Regions from separate parts of the Sus scrofa genome. Here all the other regions are linked to region 3. The links are chromatin contacts, called in public Hi-C maps. All regions are on one chromosome and are shown on one strand. Each heading gives the region's core, a stretch centred on a gene start, on an enhancer-like site or on the middle of the called end of the contact. The rest is flanking DNA. Distances are from core to core; before and after follow the strand shown. Region 1 holds the start of TXNL1 (thioredoxin like 1). Region 2 has its middle 58 kb from the start of TXNL1. Region 3 holds the start of TCF4 (transcription factor 4).

Evidence for each region. Hi-C and Micro-C count contacts between places; a contact is called where the count stands out from the background.
Region 1: a Hi-C map of skeletal muscle shows a contact between it and region 3, with 8 times the contacts expected there. The contact joins the promoter of TXNL1 here to the promoter of TCF4 in region 3. A contact is called at or near these places in 1 of 5 promoter capture datasets (fetal skeletal muscle) and 1 of 47 Hi-C or Micro-C datasets (skeletal muscle).
Region 2: a contact with region 3 is called in a Hi-C map of fetal skeletal muscle, with 4 times the contacts expected there. The contact joins the enhancer-like site here to the promoter of TCF4 in region 3. A contact is called at or near these places in 1 of 5 promoter capture datasets (fetal skeletal muscle), 7 of 47 Hi-C or Micro-C datasets (embryonic fibroblasts, fetal heart ventricle, fetal skeletal muscle and 4 more) and 1 of 2 datasets of contacts at active chromatin or transcription factors (skeletal muscle).

What each region holds. Positions count from the first base shown.
Region 1 is chr1:106,010,943-106,014,953 of Sscrofa11.1, forward strand. TXNL1 (thioredoxin like 1) reads right to left here and starts at 2,405. Exons shown (of 8, transcript NM_001244276.1): 1 at 2,110-2,405. The coding sequence starts at 2,207.
Region 2 is chr1:105,953,612-105,957,417 of Sscrofa11.1, forward strand. No RefSeq gene overlaps it. Among named protein-coding and RNA genes, the nearest start is that of TXNL1, 58 kb to the right of the region's middle. Within about 2 kb of position 2,075, at least 1 of the 83 cell types and tissues checked has an H3K27ac peak or open chromatin away from gene starts, as enhancers often do. A contact at or near this core is called in fetal skeletal muscle, where this site is marked.
Region 3 is chr1:105,078,241-105,082,027 of Sscrofa11.1, forward strand. TCF4 (transcription factor 4) reads right to left here and starts at 1,679. Exons shown (of 20, transcript XM_021093491.1): 1 at 1,119-1,679.

The DNA of each region.
Region 1 (4,011 bases), core at 1,155-3,654, 930 kb after region 3:
ATAAATATGTGGTATATACACACAAGAGAATATTACTCAGTTTTAAAGGGAAGAAGTATCTGATACATGCTATAACAAGGATGAACCCTGAAAACATTATGCTAAGTAAAATAAGCCATAAACAAAAGGACAGATGTCATATGATTCCACTTAATTGAGTTATCAAGAATAGGCAAATTCATAGACAGAGAAGAGAAGAGAGGTTACCAGGGGCTAGGGGCAGTGGGGAGGAGGTATGGAGTTACTGTTTAATGGATGCAAAGTTTCCATCTGAGATGATGAAAAAATTCTAGGAAATAGGGACAACGACACAATACTGTGAATGTATTTAATGCCACTGAACTGTACATTTAAAATGGCTAAAATGGCACATTTATAGTATATGTATTTCATTATAATGAAAAAAAAAAAAAACTACTAAAAATAATACTGGAGAGCCACTGAAGATTCTTAAACCAGAAGAGAAACAACCTGTATAGTATTTTAGTAAAATTAGTAGAATGGATACAGCATTGAAAGTGAGAATAAGAAATAAGGCTTAAAGTAGGGATGGAAAGGAAATGAAGAAATAGGTGATTGGGAAAACTATGTTCTTGGCCTCAAGTTGGATGGTAGTAACTTTTCTCACTCCAAATAGATATTATCCTGTCATCTCTCCCCCTGCTATGTTAAGGGAAAAAGAAAGGTATCACTGAGGCACAGAAGTATAAATGTCCCCAGAATCAGAAAAGTGAACTAAAAATGAGATTCATTGTTAAAATCATCTCTTCCTTTTTCCAACTCTGGCCTAAGACTTAACAAAATGTATAGTATAGGTATTCCCTCATATTAAGAATACAGATGTTATAAAATCAACATAACTGGGAAGCTAAACTTTTAAATCTAATGTACTGCCCCTCTCCAATTCTGTGCGAGACTGGTCCAAAAGCAATTATAACTTATTCTCTATCAGCATCCCTTCATTCTCTAAAACCATCTAATCCTAATGCTATCATTGAGATATTTAGCATTTACTAAATCATGTTCAATACATTTTAATCACTTTTTGCTCGGAGCCTCAAAACACTGCATTATATTTATATAGTTACTTGGACAACAAAATGTGTTACATAATGATACCTGTAGTAGATTTGTCAAAGTTAGCCTAAGTGTAAACAACAGCAGGAAGTCAAGGTAAATCAAGTGGAGACTTCCAAGCCCTCTAACTGGGCACGACCAAGGGGAGGTCAGTAAATACATAAACTCGCTGAAACCTTGGTCCTGATACCTTAGTTTCAGTATGTCACCTTCACGAAGGAACACATTACACCCCCAACATGGAAAATCCACCGGCTTTGCAACCTATAAATTATGTTGAGATTTACCAAAGCCAGATAAAAACCTTCAAGTTCCCTATCCTCTTAAACCACCAAGTCAAAAATGGAGTTTACTTGGTCAAATCCAATGTCTGCACACCTATCTACCTGTACTGTACACGTGCCTATTAGTTTCCATGATCAGACGTAACTGCTTACATAAGCTAGCCTAAGTTACAAAATTGCTGATCAAAAGAACAACAAAAATATTCTGGAAATTCAAAAGCATCCTAACTCAACATTAACAATTTAAAACGCACTAGCTGAGCTTTAAGTCTAAGCACTATACGGATTAGTTAGGTAGCCGAATTTTCCAAAAATATAGGTGGTGAAGAGAATCAAAACACCCTGTAAATCAAATTTTTAGGGTTTCTAAGATGCAAATGACAGCTGGATCCCGGAAAAGAAGGGTACTGGTGCAAGCTGTAGGAGAGGCTGTAGGAGACTCCCACAGTCAAGAGGAATAGAACCGAGCCACCCCCAAGAGCTGAGCTCAACCGAGGACTCAAAAGGAGCGGGCAGGGATCTCTCCGGCTGGGGAACGCGTCCGGCCAGGCTTCCAAGCCCGCTAGAGACTCCCCGGCGTACACACGGGGGTTCACACCCAGGAACTGAGGCCTATCTTGGCAGCGGCCTGGGGCTGCGGCCAGCGCCGGACATTCCGGGGCAGGAGGCCGCAAAGCAGGTGGGGTCCCAAAGAGTGAAATAAAACCACGGACAGACGGGGGCTCCCCGGGCTTACGCCCAGCCTTACCCTCGCATGGTGAATTTGACCACAGCGAGTCTGGAGCCCGCGCCGCTCAGCTCCGGCTGGAAATCCGGGTCACTCCCGACCGGCTTTACACCTACCATTCTCAGAGAGCCTGGCAAGGTGGCCGCGACGCCACCGGTTTCAAAACTGAAGGAGAAGACGACCCGGGAGGGGACGGGGGTAGACTCAGGAAGGCCGAGGCCTGGACACAGGAGGTGGCGACCGTGGCGTCTTCTCCCGGGGCTCTCAGTGCCGAGTCACGCCAGGGAGCGGAGCGGCCGAGGAAACGGGATGGGAGGGGGGAAACGAGAGGCGAGGAAAGGGAAGGCTTGCGGCACCCAGCAGCCACCGCGCGGCGGGGCCGGCGGCGCTGGCGCACCTGGACGTCATTTCCGTGCCATTCGTTTTGGCTCCCAGTGCCCAATCCTAAAGCACGACCCGTGGCCCCACTCTCGACTGAGGAGCCCCTCACTGGCTGGCGTGGCGCAGGCGCGGAAGAGAAGCCTTTGCAAGCGCAGGCGCACATTGGACCTCAAGGTATTCCTCCGTGGTTCCAAGACCCGTGGTTTTTACCAGAAGAGTTTCCTAAGGTGGAAAGTTGAGAAAAGAATTCTTTTTTCCTCCGGGGTTCTTGGCTAGTTGAGTAAGGTCTTAAGTTTCCTCTGGAATACTTTGGGTGTAGTCCCGACTCATATTCGGGACAAGTCGTAACACTAGACAAAGTAGACTTTAGGAAAGTTTATTTACGAATCTCGCTACTTTGAGGCGCCCTCTGGGAAGTCATCCAGAAAATATTATGCACCTGTCTTTTACTTTTACCTAAAAATATGAAAGCACCATCCTTCCTTTAGGAACTCACAATCTGGTCATAGACACAAACGACAGTTACGGCAACACAAAAATTTATGTAAACTGTGGTGACAAATGAGATAGGAGGACGGGGCGAAGTAAATTTGCCAGGCGATGTGATCCCTGAACAGAGTCTTGATAGAGAAGAAGAGCATAGCCAGAAGGTAAGAGATGACTGGGTACCTCAGGCGGCAGCACTGCAAATGCATGGGTTGAGAGAGCTGATGATGATAATTGTAAAGTTAATAGTTAACAAATCATGTGCCTGACAAGATACAAGCTATGTATATTAGCTCATTTAATCCTCACAGCAATCCTAATTTTCCAAAGTATACAGACCTAGTACGAAGTCAAGCTAGCGTTCAAGTTAAGGCAGTGCAACACCAGCATGATCTTTTAAATATTAGGCAAGGTGAAAAATCAATTGATTTACCATTGGTGTTAGTTGGATGATGAAATTGAAGAGGAAGGTGAAGGTCAGATGATGACTAGCTAAGGAATCCGTATTGTTTTATATTTATTTTTTATTTTTTTGGGGTCTTGGCATGCAGCAGCTGGACGTGGGATCTCAGTTCCCAGACCAGGGACTGAACCTGGGTTCCAGAGTGGTGAAAGTGCCAAATCCTAAATCACTAGACCACCAGAGAACTCAAACATTTGTATTTTAACATGAAGGCAATAGAGTAGTTCACTGCAGGACAATTTTGTGGTTAAAAATGTCTTTAGAAAAAACCCAGAGATAACAATGAAAAAAATGGAAGGCAGTAAAACCAGTTTAAGAGGTTATTGTGGTAATCCAGGAACTGAGTTACAGGGGAGATGCTGTCAAATGATATATTTGAGAAACAGTTGGAAGGTAAAAACCACAGGGTTGAGTGACCAGTCAGACTAATTTGATGAGGAGGCAGAGGAAGGAGTTTAGGATAATGCAAATACTTCACTCTTCCGGCTTTTTTCATTTCTTCAATTTGATTCTAATCATTTCAAAGTAGTCTTAGGATAGAAAAGAGAGATACAGTTTTCCAGTCTCATTTATATATGAGTATTTGTTGGGCA
Region 2 (3,806 bases), core at 825-3,324, 880 kb after region 3:
TTCATTCATTCATTCATTTTTTACCCTCAACAAATTTTTTTTTTTAATGTTAGTCCTGTGCCAAGTATTCTTTCAGATACTAAACACCATAGTAAACAAAAGAGACCAGGATTCCTAACCTCGTGAAGTTTACATTCTGTTGGGGGAGTCAGACAATAAACAAGTAAAGTATTTGGGTTTTTGGATATGGATAAGCAGAAACACAAAGCAAGGAAGGAGGTAGAAAGTGGGGCATTGGTGTTGGTGAGTTTGCGTTGGGGACAGGAGCGTGGCTGTTTTAGATGGTGTGGCCAGGAAGAGGGCAGTGAGAAGTTGGCATCTGAGTTAACACCAAGGGGGTGAGAGAGCTGGGAGAAGAGGGTTCTAGGGAGCAGCCAGAGCAGACTCCAAAGCTAGAGTTGAAACACTCCTGAAATAATTGAGAAATAGCAGGTTGGCCAGTATGACGCAGCCCAGCAAGTTGAAGACAGGAACAGGGAGACAGGGGGGAAGGACAGGGGCAGAAGCCCGATTGTGGGGGCGGGGGGTGGCACTTGTGAATTATTGTCAGGACTTTGCTTTTGCTCAGGTGAAATGCACAACCACGGCAGAGTTTGGATCAGTGGAGTGTTAAATGACGTTACCAGCTGCTCCATTGAACATAGTCTCTAGGGGAGTGGGGCAGGATGGGAGCAGGGAGTCAGTGAGGAGCCACTGCTGCAATCCAGGTGCAGGAGGATGGGGCTCGGCTCAGGCCCTCACCTCACACCTGTCCCAGGATGAACCGCAGCTAACTCGGAGAGCGCAATTTATGAAGCCAAGGCCAAGGAATCTATTGAGTGTCCTTGGGGGCAGCATTGAACCTCAGCTTCCAGAGCTTGGGAAGTCCTCTCCTGGTTCCTACATATCAATACTCCTAAAGGAAACCAGTTGAAAGGTTGCTCAGGTTAAAGACTGAGTTTCTTTGCAGTGAGCTGGGCTTGCATCACCCTGGCTTTCTAAGCTGAACAGAAGATTGTGTTGATAGCAATGCCTGTCTTGAAGGTTTTTTAAGTAGGAAAATAAATACTTAACAAATGGTATTTGCTTTGTAGACCTAATTTTTCAAAGCGCAGGCCCCGCAATGGGAGTCATTAAGATATTCATTCTGGAGTTCCCCTTATGGGGCAGCAGAAATGAATCCGACTAGTATCCATGAGGATGCAGGTTCAATCTCTGGCCTCTCTCAGTGGGTCAGGGATCCAGCATTGCCATGAGCTGTGGTGTAGGTTGCAGACGCGGCTCAGAACCCATGTTGCTGTGGTTGTGGTGTAGGCTGGCAGCTGCAGCTCCGATTCGACCCCTAGCCCCCTAGCCTGGGAACTTGCATATGTCACAGGTGCGGCCCTAAAACGCCAAAAAAAAAAAAAAAAGATATTCATTCCTTTATGGTAAAAGAGTAAAACCACTGAGTTAGAGGCTGACAAAAGATCACACTTCCATTCCCACCCAGGCATCCCTGTACATGATTCCCTGGAGAGACAGGAGAAGGTGTGTGCCTCGGGGAGGGCAGGTGTTTCTCTGCCCTCCAGCAGACATCCTCTGGGGAGGAGACAGTGGGTGGGGGGACAGTGAGCTGCTAGTCAGAACAAGTCACCCCAGGTCTCAGTTTCCTCATCTGTGGAATTAAGATATTGGACTAAATGGTCCTTTTGGATCACTCCCGCTCTGAGCATCTATGAGACTATGAGTGATCCTTGTCCTTGAGGGATGAAGGAGAAAGGATTTCATTTAACGCCTGATCAAGAATCCAGGTAAACACTCCAACATTTAACTCTTTCGCACAACTAGAAAATGCCAGCATGAGTAAATCTTTTTCACTCTTGGCATAAGAAGGAAATTTCAAATCCATGTGATAGTCTAACCAGTGATGCTTTACCAAACTCAGAATTTAGAAAGATGTTATAAAACCTGATTTTACTGAGAGCATTTGGATAGACAGTTAAGTCACGCTCTTGATTTACATTAGGGTAATACACTATATTGCAAGGTCTTGGGTGGGCTTAAGTTATATCTCAGCTGTAGTTCTTTTTTGCTTCCGAGAGCCAAGAATATGTGGAAATACTCTGTTTTGTTTTTTATCAATCTCCGGAGTTCATGTGATATACTTCAAGGGCCAGCCATACTCTGGGGCTTATCCTCTTGGCAGAAAAGGCAACTGTTACAAGGTCAAACAAGGGCTTATTTCCTCCCCTTCAGGCCAGCTGAGGCCTTCCAACCCCAGACTAACTTTTATTCTTCTAGTTTAGCCCACAGACATTGTTCCCTAATAAAATGCAACCTATTGGGAGGATTGCCACTTAAATTACCCCAAGATTTACTTTTTAAAGACTGAGTCAAGATCAGCTTTTGCAGAGTTCCCATTGTGGCTCAGCAGGTCAAGAACCTGACTAGTACCCATGATGATGCAGGTTCAATCCCTAGCCTCGCTCAGTGGGTTAAGGATACGGCGTTGCTGCAAGCTGGATTGCAGGTGGGGCTTGGATCTTGTGTTGCTGTGGCTGTGGTGTAGGCCTGCGATTTGACCCCTAGCCTGGGAACTTCCATTCGCCTCAGGTGTGGTCCTAAAATGAGAAAAGATCAACTTTTGGTTAAAAGAGGACAAGGGATGAAGAAGACAGGGGAATCAGAGGCTGGCAGCACAAAAGTTGAATAGTTCCTTCTTGCCGGTATTTCCCAGGCAGAGTCCCACAAACAGGCACAACCATCACCATTCCCCTATGGGGCTTCAAAAACCCAATTTTCCTTGATTAGGTACTGCGAACATTTATTTCTTTTACCTATGCACACATTCTCAACTTTTTTCCTGCTGCTTTCTTGCTGGTTAAATGATGGACATCACTGAGTGTGGACCTGTGGCTCTGACACTCTTGGAGGCCACTTAATCCCACGTGCCACCACAAATAGAGATTCTCTCTGGGCCCCTAAGGATCTCTGTCGATCCTTAAATCTTTCCAGGGATGAGGACCTCACTGTTTCTCTAAGGCGCTGTGTTTAGATGGTGGGCTACTTTATTTTTAGGAAGTTCTTCCTTATATTGAATCGAATTCTCTCTTTCTAAACTTCAACTCATCACATCTAGTCTTCTGCAATTACTTCAATGGGTTGATCTCAAAGTCTCAAGTCAAAACTTCTCAGCTGATCAGCAAGGCCCTCCTCCTTTACTGTTTCTTTCACTGGCCTAGTTTTATGCAAAATCCTTGCATAATTGCATGAATTCTTGGTGACTGCACAGGTGACATGCCCATTCCTATTTCAAAAGGCAAGGAGTAGTTCCCGAAGTGGAGCAGCGTAAATGAATCCGACTAGGAACCATGAGGTTGCGAGTTTGATCCCTGGTCTCGTTGCCGTGAGCTGTGGTGTAGGTCGCAGATGAGCTCAGTTCTGGCGTGGCTGTGGCGGGAGCTAACCTTAGTACAGGGCAGTTTTCAGTGCAGCTCCACGTGGCATAAGATTTCCCTGGAGACATTCCTGGAGCTTTAAAAGGATCATTTCCCAGATTTGATAACAGATCACATTTTCTAATAGTTTCTAATATCTTACTTAAAATTAACCCACAGTGAATATTTTGACACAAACCCCCGAAGGAAATTACTTCCTATCCAAATTAACTACAGAATCAGGAAAAACTTTAAAAGGTTCTGTAACCCACTCTACTTAGGAGGGATGGGTTAGTATATTTCATCGGGCTGTTCCTGACATCTAGTGGTGAGGTCTGGAAGTGCTCAGAGTACTCAGAGCTGCTGACAAGGTGGGGGACATTCCTAACCTTAGTTAACATCTGCTCT
Region 3 (3,787 bases), core at 429-2,928:
ACACACAGCCAAGATCCCTGACTCTTAACACCAACTCTCTTCTCCGGGGAGGGGAGGGGACGAGGGAAGGGGGGGAGGGGGAAACACGCCGAGGCGCACGGAATTGCAAGTTCAGCAAAGAAATGGGTGGGGGGGCTCCGGCGGGGAGACGCGGCTCGCTCGGGTCGGAGTGGATGGGATGCACCCCCACCCCCCCGAGGGGAAAAAAAAAAATCTCAACACCTCCCCCGCCTCGCAAAAGAAAAAAAAAAAAAAAATACAAACGAAATTTCATCGAGCACCTCATTTTCCCTCAGATCGTCAGTTACAATCTGAAGCCTGAACAGTTCAGTTTTTGCCCGTTTCATCCATCGGAGGCACTTTGAAATTTATTCGAGTTTACATCCCCTCACTTCTTTCTTTCTCTGACTCTCGTTCCCTCTCACTCACACATCCACACACACGGCAAAGCAAGTTTATACTAGGCTGCAAATACACGTGATGCAAAAAGACTTTGCCAAGAGGAACAATATTTTTCTTTTTCTAGATATAAACCAAGCCACATTTTGCTGGGGAGATTTTCATGTCGGTACTTCTGCGTTGGGGGCGAAACCTAAATTACATACTTTCTTTCCCCTCCCTGTAAAGTCACAGAATAGTATAACTGCTAACTTCGCCAAAAAATAAATAAATAAATAAAAGACAATTTTTGAGGGTTGGTGTTGTTTTGTTTTTACACTTGAGTTCCTAGGCACGCTAAGCCCTCGTTCGCCAGCACTTTAAGTTTTTAATTCAACATTTACCATTACAGGCCCTGCATGCTCTTAAAACATACTTTTTTTCACATCACTTTTTAGGATTAAAATTAAGCTGCACAAATCTATCGTTTCATAATAACAAACGTGCTTTATCAAGTATATCCAACATACGCTATTTTAACATGGGTTAAAACACACACTTTATAAACCCTGTTATTGCTAGAGGTGCGAGTACATACACAGAATGCATGCACACACTTTTTCTCATTGGCAATTATTTAATAGGTCGTTCCTTTTGTTTTAATTAAACACTGGGATCTACATTTTAAAAATTAAATTCAATTACAAACAGTTTACTCTGACAGCAAATTGTAACGTTACCTTAAATGGCCACAAATATTCTCACAATATTCCAAGGAAAGTGACTTTAAAAAGAGAGACAAAAATCTTCTGCAAGTACTTAGTATCTCACATGTGTATCCCCCAAAAAAGTATTTTAACTGGTACTCAGTTCTGCTCCAGGGATATCCACAAAATACAAGATTATGCACCTGGCTCTGGTTTTTGCATTTTCCACCATAAAACTGCAACAAAATTCCCTCCCCCCAAAAAGAAATCATTAAAAAAAAAAATCCGACAACTTTTTCTTATTGTTTATAAAAAATAGCAATACAGGATAGTTATGATTTTTCCTCAAACAAGTCTTGGTGGTGCTTTTTTTTCTTCTCCTCTTATAAAGTCTTAAACTTGTTCCAAGTTTAGAGGTGTCTCATCATCATCATCCTCCTCCTCCTCATCATCATCACCATTGACTCCCCTGTGGAGTCACATTGATAATAATAGGTTTCCCTGAAAGATACATTGTAATCCATTCACATCCGGGCACTGCGGGCTTATAAAGAGAAGGCGCTGCGGCCGCGGCTGCTCCTCCAGACAATGACTGGGGAGGGGCGGGGCGGGAGCGGGCGACCATAGAGTAGTAAACAGAGCGCCTAGAGAGGCGATCAAGATGGCGGCGCGTGCGGGCCACGCCTCCTCCGGAACGGGAGGTGGGTGGCTGGATTCAGGCCGGCGTCGCGCGTGAGGGCTGAACTGCCAGGGCTCCCGAGGCTGGAGCCATTCGCGGGCCCTGTGCTCCTGCGCGTTGCTTAAAGTTCCCGGTGCTTTCCCTTCTCAGTTCTTTGACTCCAAAGTGTAGTTTGCAAATCAATTAAGTAATTAAACTCTTTAAGACTTGCACAGAGGAGTCAGATACCCTGAGGGAGGATCGGGAAAGGGAGGCCGAGAGAGGCCACATCGGCCTCCCCAACGGAAAGGTCGAGCCTGGATCTCCTGCAAAGTGAAGCTGGTGCTCTTAGCGAGGCGTGGGTGACGCAGAAAGAGGCCACTGAGCCAAGTTGTAGCGCCTGGGCTTCGAGAGCAATGTGGGTCCTCTCCTGCAGGGCCCTCACCCTTTTTTCTAGGCACCCCCGGAAAAGTGAGAACTTTTCAAGTCCAGAAGTCTACTGGGAGAAGATGTTCCTTTACTCCCTTTAAACTGAGACCAGTTTTACCGTGACCCACTCCTTACTCAACGTGTAGTTCTGGCCCAGAGTTCTACCTTCTCTAGCCAGTTTTCTGGTCTGTGCAATGCAAATAACAAACGCCCGCTTTATGAATTTCCTACGACTTAGAAGGATAAAGATAGAGCCGCCCCGAAAGAAATCTTCCCTTTCCATCTCTAATTCCTCGCTAAACCAACTGATATCTCTAATCTAGCCCATGGGATTTGAAATGGAGATTACTCCAAAATAATAGCTTTTAGTCCTCCCACTGGAGAAATGCAAGTAATGATGACAGGTTAGCACTTACATGTTTACTATGTGCCAGACACTGTTCTAAGAATTTCTCAAATATTAGCTGTTTCAATCCTGAGAGTGACTCTGTGGAGTTTGTGCTACTACTTGACCCAGGGCCATTTAGGAAGTGGTACAAACTTGCCTAAATTACACAACTTTATTAAGTGATAGCGCCCACCTTGGAAGGCAGGCTGTCTTCAATTAGAGTCAACATCCAGCCACATTCCTATACCATCTGGCAATGGGAACGTCCTAATCTCCATTTTCTGATGCAATGCAATTCTGTGCCAGTGACAAGAGTTCTGATCAATTTTCATGATCTTTTGTTCATATGCAAATTTTAGGGAACAAGAATTGGGGCATTTATAGGTTGTTTCCTGTCTCTTCACACACTGTGCAGATCTCTGTCTTTCCTACCCATTCCGTGTTCTTATCTTAAAATAAAATTTTACATTTAGACACTACTTTATGCTGCATTATCACAAGCACTATCTCTGATTCTCAGATTCTCTATCGGCTACACTGAGATGATGTAATCAAAATCACAAACGTTTGTTTAGGAGAAATATTCTACTGGCTCTACCTCTAATCAGCCCTGGGACCTAAGGCTTGATGTCAGTATCTTTTACTGTTAAATGCAGAGAACAGATTAGATAATCCCATAAGATTCCTTCTAGTTTCCAAATTTTAAGATTCCCCCTTCCCTTGAATTTCAAGAGGAATATATCCATCCAGAAATCAATGGGAGGAGCATCTAGGACCTAAATGCACCCCAGTTGCTGGCTACTGATTTTTTTTTAACTGCACCCTACAGTCAGAAAACCATGCAACTGTTCTTCCTATTTTTTAACTAAGGGACAGATTTGAATTTTTTTTTTTTTCCCTGAAACATCAGAAGAATAAGTATGCTTATGAAGACTGGTGGTACCTTAGAAGACGATAGAATCCAGAGGAACTTAAGATAGAAAGGGAAATGTAGCAGATATGTTTTGGGGTAGCTGCTCCATCACCTACAGAATCCTTTCCCTAGGAACCTGTTCATAAATCCCGATAATAACGGTAGAACTTGATGGGGGTATCGCATGACTCTTTTCTGACCCAGCCCCACCCACCTGAGTTGACTGGACCATCGGAACTAAAAGAGGAAGAGATTGGCAGTGTCTATAGTGAGTGATGGATCTAAGATGTTGGAGTCAGCTGACCCGGGCTGTG